Linked DNA regions of Rattus norvegicus: region 1 is linked to region 2. The links are chromatin contacts, called in public Hi-C maps. All regions are on one chromosome and are shown on one strand. The core of a region is the stretch at or near the end of the contact, and the rest is flanking DNA. Distances in the headings are between cores, read along the strand shown. Region 1 has its middle 52 kb from the start of Agps. Region 2 overlaps Nfe2l2 (NFE2 like bZIP transcription factor 2).

Evidence for each region. A called contact is a pair of places that touch in the nucleus more often than the background predicts.
Region 1: a contact with region 2 is called in a Hi-C map of the A7r5 cell line, with 5 times the contacts expected there. The contact joins two enhancer-like sites. A contact is called at or near these places in 7 of 12 Hi-C or Micro-C datasets (the A7r5 cell line, Schwann cells, hepatocytes and 4 more) and 1 of 1 datasets of contacts at active chromatin or transcription factors (oligodendrocytes).

The regions. Positions count from the first base shown.
Region 1 is chr3:81,099,455-81,106,619 of GRCr8, reverse strand. No RefSeq gene overlaps it. Among named protein-coding and RNA genes, the nearest start is that of Agps, 52 kb to the left of the region's middle. Within about 2 kb of position 2,324, at least 18 of the 93 cell types and tissues checked have an H3K27ac peak or open chromatin away from gene starts, as enhancers often do. A contact at or near this core is called in the A7r5 cell line, where this site is marked.
Region 2 is chr3:81,008,231-81,016,160 of GRCr8, reverse strand. The region is part of intron 1 of Nfe2l2 (NFE2 like bZIP transcription factor 2); the gene reads left to right. Among named protein-coding and RNA genes, the nearest start is that of Nfe2l2, 17 kb to the left of the region's middle. Within about 2 kb of position 5,845, at least 37 of the 93 cell types and tissues checked have an H3K27ac peak or open chromatin away from gene starts, as enhancers often do. A contact at or near this core is called in the A7r5 cell line, where this site is marked.

The DNA.
Region 1 (7,165 bases), core at 1,075-3,574, 94 kb before region 2:
TTTATCTATCTAAGAAATCTTTGTATGTAAACGTGTCACTCCACTTATTTAATGGTCCAAAGGCAAGGCTCTTGCTTTCTCAGCTCTGGTCTCCCTCCCACTGGGGCCTTCATAAAGTTAGTAGACTAGATGCATAGGAAGTAGAAAGACCATCTTAGCCTGTTCCTTGGTGCAGTTAAATTGTGTCCTATGCAACCGTTGAACTTACTGTGCTTCATCTGGACAAAGCAACTGTCAAAAGAAACCCATCCCTACTACATTCAGCTAAGGAGGGCACACTGAAGGGTGGGTAATGGCAGGCCACAGAGTTGGTGTCTTACGGATACAATGCATGGAGAATTTGTGACATTGCCACTGTCACAATGTAGCATAGCACATTACATCCCTGTCTTGACATTGTTGGAGTAAATACGGCCACCCCACCATGCTGTTACATTTGTGAAAGTACAGCACAATTTTGTACAATACAGAATGCTTTCTAAGGACAATAAAGGACCTTGTTACCCATATCTGCGTTGCTAGGTTAGTATTTTTGTCTTTATTTTACAGTGTAGCCCTACTTATTAAGAAAAGCAAATCAGGAGGGGCTGGGGATGTAGCTCAATCGGTAAAGTGCTTGCCTAACATGCACCAAGCTCGCCTTCAATCCCAACACCTTCAATCGCAACCCCACAAAAACCAAGTGTGGTAGAGTCTGGTAAGCATCCAGGAGTTAGATGCAGGAGGATCAGAAATTCAACGTCAGGGCTGGAGAGATGGCTCAGAGGTTAAGAGCACTGACTGCTCTTCCAGAGGTCCTGAGTTCAATTCTCAGCAACCACATGGTGGCTCGCAGCCATCCATAATGGGATCTGATGCCCTCTTCTGGTGTGTCTGAAGACAGCTACAGTGTACTCATACACATAAAATAAATAAATAATTCTTTAAAAAAAATTCAAGGTCATCCTCAGCTACATATGGGTTATGTGAGATCTTTTCCAAAAAAAATGGAGAAGGCAGGTGACGATTTGCCTCAGAGATTAATCATGCTTGCTGCACAACTATGAGGCCCTGAGTTCAGATCCTAGCACCCGTGGAACCAGCCATGTGTGTAACTCCGGAGATGTAGAAGCTAAGAGAGGGGAGACTCACTGGGGCCTATTGACTGCCCACCCAGTGAGAAAAGCAGTGGACCCCTGGCTATAGACAGACTCTCCTCCCACAGAATGAGGTAGAGAGAGACACAAAATGCCCAAAACCCTGGTCTGACCTCCTCATGCATGAGCAGAGAGACAACATAGACCATTAAAAAAAAAAAAAGGAGTTTACTTAAAAGTTTGCCATGTTAGGCCAACAGCAGCCTCATATTGCTATATTTACAGTTCTCAAGAGGCGGTGTCACAGAGCCATTAGCCCATACTATTGAAGCCTGAGAAAGTACACTTGCCTGTTGTTAGTGACCATGGTTACAGTCTTTAAGCCACTCAACCCAAAACAAAACTTCAACAGCGTTTAGACAGAGAGGAGTAGGAGAGCCGGGGAGGGGCTGGTCTGTTTGCACATGGTCTCTCGCCTGTGGGAACAGTTCTTGAAGTATGCAGAGGACATCAGTTCTACAGAAAGCAGGAGGCTACACTGTCAAGGACGTTTGAGAACGTTTGCCTAGCATTTTATCTCCTCAGATCCACAGTGCACACCAGTAAACTACAGGCTGTAAAGAACACTGCTCGGGGCTGGGGATTTAGCTCAGTGGTAGAGCGCTTGCCTAGGAAGCACAAGGCCCTGGGTTCGGTCCCCAGCTCCGAAAAAAAGAACAAAAAAAGAACACTGCTCAATACTGTTTTTCCTCGCAAAATGTATTTAACCGACGCGCTACCTACCTATAAACACCTTGCAAGACTAATAGGTTCTGCGGCCATGGACTTGAGGAAACTGTCTCTCTGTGTTGAAAGGCTTCTCCCTCTTATTTCTTCACCCAAAAAATACAACTAACCAACCAACCAAACAAACCACCTCACCTCCAAATCCTGCAGTTTCAGAAAGTTTCATGATTTTATGTCTATAAGAGGCACCCTGGAAATGTCTGAAGTGTTGATATAAAAGCCCATAAGCAGATATTCAAGTGCAGTTTGACCAGATGGAAAGGGAAGAGAAAAACATAATGTTGGAGTCACCAACATGTAGTGATTTTCCTTAGAGTTTTGTACAAATGTTTCCAGTATTGGTTTTCCCTTAATTCCTTTTGGGGGATCTATTTCATGTATTTCCAATTCTCTCCTCTAGATGGCAATAGAGGTGAAAAAATGCCCGAAGGTCTGGGTTCTCAGGTTTCAGTGGCATCAAATGACCATAGACTACTGTCCTCCAAACACAGGCCTGTTTCTAGACAGCATGTCACTACGCAGCCCCGGCTGGCCTTGAGTGCATCAAAATCCACCTGTCTCTGCTTTTGCCTTCTAAGTGCTGGGATTAAAGGTGTATGCCCACCATGCCTGGCCAACAAGTTTCCCACCGCTCCTCAAATATATTGAATCACATAGCAAAAGATTAGTGACAATGGATGAGGGAATTGAACCTCCCCTCCATGTATGTGTCCCTTACATGCTTATGATGTTGTCTGTATCTTAAAAATAGTGTTAGCTGTGCTCTTCTTAGGTCCTGCAGCCAGCTGGCTACAGAGGCATGTGATACGGCCCAAAGCCGAGTCACCTGGTTTGCTGACATATGGCTTCATTTAAGATCTGTAGCAACAGGGTTGAGGATTTAGCTCAGTGGTAGAGCGCTTGCCTAGCAAGCGTAAGGCCCTGGGTTGGGTCCCCAGCTCCGGAAAAAAAAAAAAAAAAAAAAGATCTGTAGCAACGCTAGGTCTGATCCTCTTGTCAACTGACGCTTTGAGCCAGCTGTAAAGGGGTCCCTGTACTACTGGACGCTGTGCTGAACTGAAGCTCGGGATGTTAGCAGAAAGGTAACACTTCATTAAAAGTGTGCAATTTATGGTTGAATTAATAAAGCAGGAGAAAAGGAGTGGAACGGGCCCAGAGAGGAGACCTTTATGCTCTATATCAAAGCCCCACTAGGGATATTTTAAAAGCCTTACCCTTCACTGCTTCATTGAATCTCATCATTAAACAATAAAATGGGGTCTACCAGCAAGATGTTCTCCACAGAATCTGCTGACAGGGAAAAACAAGGAGGCCAGCCCCTGTAACGGATGGCATTTCAAGGGCTCTACAGTGCTCCAAAGGACTCTAAATTGTCCATGTGCAGTGAACTGGACAGAGGCTAAAAGGTGGCCTATACCTTCAAAAGTGGTAAAATGGAAAATCTCTGTGGGAAATTATATATATATATATATATATATATATATATATATATATATATATATATCATATGTATATACCATATGTAAAACTGTCTTTGGCCCAAACAAGGAACTAAGTGGATATCAGTTCGTATATTTTTTTAAATCAATTTTGAATACATCACAGGATTTTTAAATTCTCTCTCTCTTTCTCTCTCTTTTCTCTCTCTCTCAATTTTAAAAGGTATGGGGAAAGGAAGAGTTGAGACAGTATTTCATGCAACCCAAGCTGGCTTCATATTTGTTATGGAACCAAAGCTGGCTTTGACTTCCTGCACCTCTGCCTCCACCTCCCTAGTACATGGGTATATACCACCATGCCGAACTCCTTCCTCCCCCTCCTCCTCCTCCTCCTCCTCCCCTCCTCCCCCTCCTCCTCCTCCTCCTCCCCTTCCTCCTCCCCCTCCTCCTTCCCCTCCTCCTCCTCCCCCCTCCTCCCCCTCCTCCTCCTCTTCCTCCTCCCTCCCTCCTCTTCCTCCTGGTCCTGCTCCTCCTGCTCCTCCTGCTCCTCCCCCTTCCTCCCCCTGCAGTCATTCCAGGAAATTGCTCTTAACATCACGCCTGTCCTTGAATGAATACCTAGAGTAATTAGGTGTGTGTTGAAATCAGTTAATATTATGGCCAATTGGCCTGACTCCCTTTCCCAGGCCACTCTTGGGTGCTCCGAGATCACTGTATACTTTCCCATGGGCTCTGAGCGTCACGACAAAATCAAATCCTAAAGTGAGCAGGACAAGAAGCATGGAAATAAATGCTACACACTGGGTAGGAGCAGGAGCCTGGATGGGCAAGTGGCTCTGTACTTGCTCTGTAGCCAAAGCCCTGGGATGACGCCCAGCCTCCATGCTTCTTAAGGACAGTAATACCCTGAGTACAAGCCAGTGGTCCTTAGCACAGTCAACCCCGAGACTCGGGAGTGTCAGAGAAGTGATAGACTCTTCCTGACTAGTTATCCATGTGACCTGCCTAGACCACCATTCCCAGATCTCTGTTATCTTTAAATGTGCTCAAGAGAGGTCCTTCCGGTGAGCTATGGTCCTTGGATTCTCTTCCTTAGGCACGACTCAGTATCTCATTCCTCAGTATGATGCATGGTAATATAAGAAACAGACATTTGAGACGCTGGAGAGATGGCTCAGGTATTAAGAGCATGGGCTGCTGCTCTTCCAGAAGATACTATTTGATCTCTAGCACCCACATGACAGGTCACAACTATCTCTAACTCCAGTTTCAGATACCCTTCTTTGACCTCTGTGGGAACCAGCTATACCCACGGTACACAGACACACAGGCAGGCAAAATATTCATATACATAAAATCTAAGAAGAGATAGAACCCAATCAGAGTAGTACAGGCCTGTCGTCCCAGCACTCGGGAGGCAGAGGCTAGCAGATCTGTTAAGCGTTCAAGTCAAACCTGGTCAATATAGTGTGAGTTCAGGACAGACAGAGCTGCATAGTGAGACCGAGTCTCAGAAAGAGGAGGAGGAGGGGGGGAGGAGGAGGGGAGAGGAGGAGGGGGAGGAGGAGGGGGAGGAGGGGGAGGAAGAGGGGAGGAGCAGGGGGAGGGGGAGGGGAGGGAAAGGAGGAATAGGAGGGGAAGAGGAGGAGGAGGGGGAGGAAGAGGAGGAAGGGGATGAAGATCCATAGCTATTTAACAGAGAAGAGTGGGTGTAGTTCAGTGACAGAGGGCTTGCCTAGCATGCACAAAACACTTGATTCAATCCCTAGCACCATCAAGGAACAATAAATATAACAGATTAATTGGCTTCCAATTTTGGTTCCTGGCAGACAACTCCAAAGCCCATGAAGGCCCCAGAGTGCTGAATGTCTTCTACTAATGAAACCACTGGGTGCCGGAGGCCCCTAACCAGCTTCAGGATAGAAACCGATCACCAAAATCCAGCCGCACCCTAGCTTTCTCGTTGTTGGAACCAAAATAACTTAAGGAAGGAAGGGTTTACTTTGTGGTCATTTTGAGGACATTCGGTCCGTCACAGCCCACAAGGCAGGCCAGCAAGAGAGTGAGATGGATAGTCACATTGCATGGTCACATTGTATGGGTCAGCCCCTTCTGAAGCAAAGCAAGATGCATACTGGTACTCTGCTTGCTTCTTCTGTTTTCTCTTTTTATTCAGGCTGGGACAGGGGATGATGTCATGGACTTGAGACTGGGTCTTCCTCTTTGGAAAAGCCTTCACAGACCTGTGCACAGGTGAGTCTCTAGCTGCAGTCAATGATAATGAAAACCCAAGTCACCAACCCCCAGCCTCTAGTAAAGGAGGGAAGTGGAAGATTGGATTGGTTGCCAATGATCAGTGATGTACTCGATCGTGTTTATGTATGTAATACCACCTCCATAAAAGCCCACAGGACAGAACTTGGGGGTCGGTCTCCACATGGCTGAACATGTGGGTTCCCAGAGGGTGGCTTACTCTCCCACCCCCACCCCTGCCGCTCCCCCACACCCCAGCTTTTGCATCCATCTGGCTGATCATCTGCATCCTTTGTAATGAGTGGAAGTAAATGGAAGGTTTTCCTATTGTCTGGGTTGCTCTAGCAAACTAACGGATACTGGGGAGGAGCCATGGGAACCCCGGATCCGGGATAGTCAGTCAGGATCCTAGGCAACAACCTGCTATCTGCAATTGGTCTGAAATGGAGGACTCCTGTGGGACACTCCGGAATTTGTCAGTTCTGACGCTGCCTCCAGTAAACAACGTTAGAACTAAGCTAAATTGTAAGACGCAACGCTGTACCCCTGGAGAACGATTGTTGGAAAAAGAAATCCCCATACATTTTAGTGACCAGTATGTCACATTGGTTGAGTTTATAAAGAAGAGAAAAAAAAAATCACCCTATCACTTCCCACCCACACACCCACCCCAAGAAAAGGGCAGGCCCACTGACTCTGTCCGAAATTCAGTCTAGGTCCAGCTCACCCTGAACTATAGGAGGATTTCTGGCGGTTAGATAAAAGTCAGCATTCCTCAGGAACTTGTGGAACTGGTTCCCCTCTACCAAAAGGAATCATTTCCCTTACCTCTGGCAGAAGGGACACATGGTTCTATTGACTTGGACCTGTGGCTGTGTATCAAAACCCACGCCAGGCTCCCTCAGTCCCTATTCACAAGTACTTTCAGTACAGAAAAAAAAAAAAAGCTCCTATCCTGGACTTTCTCAACTTAGATGATACTCTCTATATAACCCCTGTCCCCCATGCCCCAGGTCCTGCTATTCTCCCCACCCCCTCTGGCTCCTCCCCTCTGCCCCTCTGGCTCCTCCCCTCTGCCCCCTCTGGCTCCTCCCCTCTGGCTCCCTCCTGCCCCTCCTCCCCTCTGGCTCCTCCTCCCTCACTCTCTCTATGGCTCTGCTTTCTCACTAACCCTCTCCCTTTCACTATTCTCTCTTCGCTCGCTATTCACCTTCCTCTCGAAGACAGCCCTAACCATGTCCAATCTGCTTCTCTTTCTCTCTGCTCTGGACTCTTCCAAATGCTTCTGGATACTTTCTCTCTCTTACGCATAATAAATACCTTCCCCTTAACCAAACCGTGGAACTGTCGTGTCAGCTTCTTACACACACACACACACACACACACACACACACACACACACACACACATGCTTCATCCAAAACAGTTCCTCATGGATCCCATCTCATCACCGAGTCCCATGACACCTCTAATTCTTCACTTTCTAGCCAGAAAAATCTCAGTCTCCCCACAAAAACCGTGCTTCCTCTGCAGCCGCGATGAGTGCAGACAGGGCCAGCTCCTCTCTATACACACTGCCATGACATTGTTTCTCAGTCCTTTACCCTCTGA
Region 2 (7,930 bases), core at 4,596-7,095:
GGAATAACATAAAAAGCGATTGAGTAGGTCATTGAGAGCCCTCCTTGTGATTCAGAGTCCCACCAGCTCTGTGAGATAATTGCTAACACCTAGGGCAGTTCGGAAGGGCTAATGTCCACAGTTGTAGCCTCAGGATGTTGTTAGCCGCACAGAAGCATCTGCTTAGAGGACTCCTGAGGAGTGCATGGGCTTACAGTGGAGCCACTCCAGGGCTGCGCTGCCTCAGCCCGGAGCCACCTTGCAGTCGTCAAATGTGATGAGTGAAACCAAGAGGCTGGAACTTTAGTTTTAATGAACTTGACATTTACGAAGAGCGGAAGCTAACTCTGTTTAGTATGCCGTAAGCAGCCCTCCGTAGTTCAGGAATTGGGGCTTGGAGCTCCTGGTCATGCTGTTGTAGGACAACGCTGCATGCTGTCTTGTTAGGTAAGATTATTGTGTGCTTCAGTACACTTGTCACCTTTAACATCACAGCCATTCCTGTTAGCATGTTAAAATACCGTTGGACCAAATTGGGTTCAATACATTGTTCAAATTGAATTCTCTGTGTTTTGTTATTGCGTCTGAGCTGCAAACAATATCACTACATTATATTTCTCATAGAGTTCCTTTAGAGCATACTGTAATCTAAAATTAGTGTGCATTTTTACATTAAAATGTATTTTCAGTTGTAATTCAGACATTATAAAATCAGAAACACTTAAAGGTTTTAGAAATCTTCTAATTCAACCCCACCCTCTTACAGGTGCAGAAAGCATCTGAACGTGTTTATAAATTGATTGTGCCCTGGTCATTGTTACAGTGGACTTGGCTACACAGTAGACTAGAGCTTCATCTTCTTCCTGTTACAAACAGAAAATCCGACACAGAGAAGACAGTATTGCGGGTAGAAAGGAATGTGGCTGCTGTCTGCCCACCAGTGGAAAGAGTGTGTTCAGTGGGTGTTTGCTGTATGTTATTCCTGAGCAATGTAGTAACACTCCCACGAACACTAATGTTCATATTCCCGTACTTTGTGTGATCATTCATGTTGGAACTCCATACTGATTTTCCCCTTCGAACTTAAGTCTTTTCCTCCCAAAGCCAGAGATGCTTTATTTTGGCTTTTTGAGACAGGGTTTCCCTGAGTAGACTTGGCTGTCCTGAAACAAACTCTGTAGACCATGCTGGCTTCAAACTCAGAGATCAACCTGTTTTTGCCTACTGAGTGCTAGAATTAAAGGTTTTGAGCAGGGGATGCCACTATGCCCAACTCAAAGACATGAATTTAAAACAAAAAAACTTTTAAACCAAACCCATAGTTTTTTGTTAAGAGAAAAGACAAAGAATTTGACTGAGTGTTTAGATAGAGTTCTGAGATCACTTAAAAGTTTAGGCCTTTTTGTGTCGTTCTGATTTCTCAGGCCTGACTTGATATCTGTGACCAGAACCCTCAGGTATGGAGGTGGCCGGCAGCTTGAGCTGCAGACACAGTCCATGTATCTTCCGTCTGTGACTGTTCCCCGTCCTCGTGTCTTCTTTCTCTCACATGACCTTTACACAGAGGGATAGGAATCACATGACATACAGATACAAGTGAATGTTTTGTGACCTTCAGTTACTTGAATGTCAGAGCCAGTGCCCAAGAATTGTCTTTCTCAAGGGGTGGACAAGGACTATTGCCCAATTGCCCAGTCTTGGGAGGTTAGAGGACGAACAGTCAGCTTTGTGTTGCTTTAGTGGGTATGTGGCCTACGATGTCCTTTTTGATCCACATTTGTTTCAGGCTGTTTGTTTGTGGTCAGGTTACCCTAGAGGTCAGCTCTAGGTAGGCTGTGGCAGGGGCTGAGGGCTGGAAGCTCTTCTGTATTAAAGCATGCTATTCAGAACTGCTGGTGAGGAAGGCATGTCTCTATGGAAGGGTTCAGGGTCCCTGGAGGCCTTATCTCGTCAGATGTCAGCTGGGTTTCTGTTAACAGGGTTTTATAGGATGTTAATTTAGCCTCACAGCCAAGTTCCACACAGCAGGTTTTTGTTATTTGGGGTTTTTGTTTGTTTTTGTTTTGTTTTTGGCTTTTGCTTTTGTCCTACTTTGCTTGGACTGGGTTTTGCCTTGTAGCTCAGGCTGGCTTCCAGTTTAAAGATTTGTTTTATTTATTTTATATATGTGAGTACACTGTTGCTGTCTTCAGACACACCAGAAGAGGGCATCAGATCCCGTTACAGATGGTTGTGAGCCACCATGTGGTTGCTGGGAATTGAACTCAGGACCTCTGGAAGAGCAGTCAGTGCTCTTAACCGCTGAGCCATCTCTCCAGCCCTGGCTTCCAGTTTAACAGCAGTACTTCTTTCTGCCCCTGCATTCTGCGTGCAGGATGATGGGGTATGTGTTAGTGCACCTGGCAACAGTATTATCAGTGTCGGTGTTCAGAGAGGTGCATAGAAGTTTGTGATTTTTCTTAGTAGAAGAAACTGTAATCCAGGGGCTGGAGAAATGACTAAACAATTAAGAGCACAGGCTGCTCTTGGAGAGGACCTGTGTTTGAGTCATAATATCCACACAGTGGCTCATGACCATCCATAACTCCAGTTCCAGAGGATATGGGATATGACACCCTCTTCTGACCGCAGCAGGCATATCAGGCATGTACATGATGAAATCATGTAAACAAAACACATATAAAGTAAATTTAAAAGGATTTTAAGGAATTGTAATGAGAAAGTCTATATGAAATGTGTGTTTAGTGGACCAGATAGATGTACTCTCTTGTGTTCTGCTCAGTCACAAAAAGCCTGTCATCAGTTGTCCACTTAGCATCTTGAGCCTCAGATTACTAATTTATAGCCCTGGAGTTGGCTGTGAGCTCCTAAATCACTGTTAGCTTTCTTTACAGTCAGTTGCATCATGTTCTAAGTGTCAGTCAATGGCCAACAGACAGACACAGTCTTAGAAGGAATCTTTTCCTAGACTTTAAAGAGCCAGTGATGGGCCAGCCTGGCTGGACTTGTCTCCTTTCTTCTGTGTCTTGTCCTCAGCAGTCTGAGGCTTGGTTGTGCTTGCTGTGCTGGAGTGTTGCTGCCGATAAGACTTCCCCCACCTACTCTTACCTTTGTACACTTACTTCATCCTCTGGATTTTATCCCTGTGGATGGCAGGCAGCTGAACAGGAGCTTGACTAGAGTGTGGCTGAGCATAGACTCAGGTGAGATTATTGGGGCTGGAGAGATGGTTCAGCAGTTAAGAGTGCTTCCAGAGGTCCTGAGCTCAGTTCCCAGCCACCACATGGTGGCTCACAACCATCTATAATGGGATCTGATGCCCTCTCCTGGCATGCACCATATGTGCACACAGAACACTCATCATAAATAAATTAAATTTAAAACAAAACTGAGTACTCTTAACGGCTGAGCCATCTCACCATTCTGTAAACTGAACCTAGCGACAGGAGAGCTAGCTCAGTGATTGAGTGATTGCTGCACAGTTATGAGGACTGAGTTGGGAATCCAGCACTCACATAACAAACAGGCAAGGTCTCGTGCATGCCTGTAACCCAAGGGTCTTGGGGGCAGGATTATTAGAGCTTGCTGGCTGCTAGCCTGACTTTCAAAAAAAACATGAACCCCAGATTCAAGGAGGGACCCTGCCTCAAAGTGGTAAGACCAGATGATGAGGACACCTTCCTCTGGCCTCTACTCCCATGTGTTTGGCATATGCACCCACACACAAAAACATGGAAAGGTTTTTAAAAGCAGTCAGGTGTGGTGGTTCCCAGTACTTGAGGCCAACCTAGTCTACTGACTGAGTTCCAGGGCAGTTAGAGAAGCCTTGTCTGGGGGCTCAGGGCCAGAGCTCATTGAAAAGGGAGAGTGAAATAGAGGTACATCCTTTTTCCTCTGTTAGCATGGTAGAAAATGATAGAGAAGTAGTCTAGAGGTAGTTTTAAAATTCCTTGCCCTCTGCCCTTGGGGGGCAAGTTACCTCTCCTTTGCAGGACGAGAGAACTATCTAAGTGATTCCAGCAGCCCTTTCAGTAGTAGGCATTCCATGACTGTGTGGCATAAACACTGGTTCCCATGTGATCTGAGTCCCATGTACCAAAAAGTCCAGATGTAAGGAGGAAGGCTCCAGGGATGATAGTTTTCCCTGAGCTAGGGAATTGAAGCTTGGGGGTGGGGGTGCGCACAGTTGAGAACAAGGGAAAACACTGCCACTGTCAAGCAGGAAGACCAAGAACACATGGTTGGGGCTGGGTTGACTGTATGCCTTATTGCTTGTTTTGTTTTGAGCCCTGGTTCGTGAACTCAGCGTCCCTGCTGCAGCCGCCTGAGCACTGATTACAGGTGTGCTCGGCCATGCCTGACACCTGTTGCTTTCACTCACTGAGTCGGACTTCGGGAGTCCAGACTTACCCTTGTCATGGTGTTCATGAGAGTTGTACGTGGCGGCAGTTACTGCTTCTGTTGTGTCTCTGCAGATTTAGTGGCTCTTCTCTGTGCTGCCAGAGGTCCTTAATGCTGCTCGTGATGTCTCCTAACAGGGACTGCTTATTTATCCTTGCATCCCTGGCACCTTGCACTGTTTCTGACACCATGGATGTGACCTGTGTGGATGTAGATGGTAGATAGACCAGCGATCTACTTAGACTACACTCTAACCTTGTTCTTGACTGCCACTTTTCTAACTACCACTTTTTGACCAGAGTTTTAGCCAACAGTGCATATTACTGTAATATTGCTTGCTCTTGCTGGCTTCAGCAATCAGGAGGCACAGGCAGGTAGATCTCCCAAGTTCAAGGACAGCCAGGGTAACACCAAACAACCTTGTCTGGGGGTAGGGGGGGAATCATACTTTAAAAAAGTTCACAGTTTAAAAAAGTTAGCAGAGCCTTTGGGAAGTACCCTAAAAGTGCTTGTGGTTCATTAAAAAAAAAAAACTTTTTAAGTGTTCTCTATGATCTAAATATAATTCATTACATTATATTCATATAGAAAATCCCTCGGCACCACTGATACCAACATAGCCATGTCTCAAGATCCAGGGTCTTTGTCAGACTGCAACAGTTTTTACCTATCCTTCAGCCTAGGTTGGCTGTCTGTGATTGTTGGCTATTTTTAGCTAATTGTTAGTTGCTTAGATCTAAAAATGACCTTGAATACTGAACTAAATACTTTAGTTTGGGGACCCTAAAAGAGGATAAAGAAGCTTGAAGCATTGAGAAGCACCAGCAGTTTCTGTGAAGAACCTCTTGATTTGAGGCCCTCCTCCTTGAGCTGACCAGGTCAGAGAGGTCAAGGGTGGAGACAGCAAGGCACTGAGCTGCCTGGAGTCTCCTGGTTTGTTTCCACTCGGTGAAGTAGATTAGGAGGATGGAGACAGTGTTCCCAAAGGTTCTTTTGGTAATGATGAGTGCATGGCGTTCTAACAGTAACTGAAGAATGTTCACCAAGTACTTTATCTGGGGGGCTTGCTCACTCAGAATGGGGAGATTTAGACAACTATATCCTAAAGATTGCTGTTCTCCTGGCAGTGTTGGGGCCACCCTTTGTAACCTCTTATCAACCCTAGCCCTGCCCTGCACCAGCACAGCCAGATTGTAACTCTTGAAAGCCAACCGTGAAACTTCTTGTGGAGAAGTCAGACAGAGCTCGGTGGTTTCTCCAACAGGTAGGGGGTTACCCAGTGTTTGGAAAGTGAATGTCCTTTGTGATTTCATTTTGACCACATTACAGATAATGCCTCTGGAGAAAGTCGGGGTTCTGACTGCCTTCACTTCCCAGCCTTGCGCTGTCTTGCATCATGCATTGCAGGTTATGGACTGCGTAGTGGATGAGAGTTCCAGTAAGCTGGCCGGATCACAGTTCTTAGACTGAGTGAGTCATTGCTAAGAAGCTTGCTTGAGAACAGGAAGCAGCCCATGAAAGTGTGTGTGCATGGTGCCTGGTAACCTGCCAGGCTGAGGAAGCAGACCACTTTCTAGCCTAAACAAAGTGGAGGAGTCTCCACAGCCTAGGGAGTGAACGGTACATTTGTGATCAAACGCTTTAACTTTGCTGGGTGGTTTGTATTTGGTATGAATTTGGGAATTTTTATGTGGTGAAAATCTCTAGTTTTTGACTATGAGGATTTCTGTAGGAGGAAAACTTGGGTTGGTGTTGAGTGTAAAAGTCTGCCAAGTATATCTCTGAGTTGTTTAACCAGTTCTTTCCACTGTTGCTGAGGTAACAGACACAAACAGCAGTATTTGTACCTGATTTAGATGGCTGTAGGCCCTCTTTGAACCCACACTATTCTGTAGTTAATTATTCTAACCTATTCCACAGTAATAACAGAAAGAATTAGAAAATTAACCTGAGACCCAAAAGAGCTCGGTGTGGGGCTGACTGCAGTGAACTGTGGGTGTCTTCTGCCTCTGTGGTCTGTGTAGAAAAGCAGATGACATTACATTGTCCACCGTGTAATGTAGTATGGGACAGGAAACTTAGAGAAGTAAATGGGTAACTATTTAGAAATGTAACAATCATAAGATAGATTTAAAAAAATCTGTCTGGAGTTATTTATTACTACAAGTAATACTACAAGTATTAATAAATAAAGACTTTATTAGGCAGTTTGACCACAGAGTAGGACCTTGTAAATGATTGTGCAGCTGTTACTCTGTTAAGATTTGTGCGTTCCCAGGGTTGGGGATTTGGCTCAGTGGTAGAGCGCTTGCGCTTGCAAGGCCCTGGGTTCGGTCCCCAGCTCCGAAAAAAAGAGAAAAAAAAAAAGATTTGTGCGTTCCCTCATTGCCCTTACAGAATCTGACAGCTCTCTCCTGGATGACTTTCAGACTGTAGAACATATCCAGTTTTATTTAAAAAAATTTGGGCATTGTCTATTAAGGGGGAAGCTAAACCAGATTTACCTTCTAGGTGAATAATATATATGTTCACAGGATATCATAATGAGATATATGTTAGGACAGTGTAGCCAAGTGTTTCTCTCACTCTAGACGTTCTAGTAACTAATGTGTGCATGAAGAAGAGGGTGCAGAGAAACAGAGGCTAAACTAAGGTCGGTATTTCGGAGTATGTTTATGCCTGTGTGTAACCCCAGCATTTAGGAGGGTGAGTGAGGAGGGTGATGAGGTCAGCCTGGCCTCCATAGTGAGATCCTGTCTCAATAAAGGGGTGGGGGTGGAGGAGAACAATCTTTACTTTAAAGTTAGAAACAAAGACCAGTATTTTATTCTGTGCTAAATGACAAGTACAGTTTATTATTTTTAACAGCTTGTTGAGCTACTGTTTTTGTGGTGATGGAAAGAGGGCATTGTGGGTAAAGGTACCTGCTCCCAACCTGGTAGCCTTAGTGCCTACCTAGGACCCCATGGTAGAGAGAGAGAAAAGGCTCTGCAAGCTGTCCTCTGACTGCTATTCATTCTCTGTGGCACATGTTGTGTCTGGTTCCCCCTGCATCCTGCTGCCACCCCAATACAAAGTAATAAAAATCTTATTTTAAGATACAATTTTAATTTCAATAATATGCCAAGTTCTCAGTTTATTAAATAGCTTTAGTGTTGGGTGGGATTGTTTTAAAATCTTCTGCTAAATGTTTGTTCAAAGGACTAAGATTGGCTTAAAACACATGTGACTTCATTGTTCAAGGTCACTGTTTATCCTTGTGCAGAGATGTTTATTTCAAAATGGCATGAATTTGTTGTCAAACTGTACCATTTTATGAGGCCTGTAATGGATTACCCAGACAGCAAATAAGTACTCCACATTTTGAATATAACTTTTTGTTAGAGTAGATGGCAATTGGATGTGACTTGTCCAACATTTTGCTTCTTACTGTCTCTTGCATAAGCTAAGTTTGCAGCAGAATTTGGAACACACCCAGGAATCCATAAGTGGCAGGCAGTGTTTGCCCCATACGTCACAAGGCTTACCCTGGCACTTAGATTACCCTTGG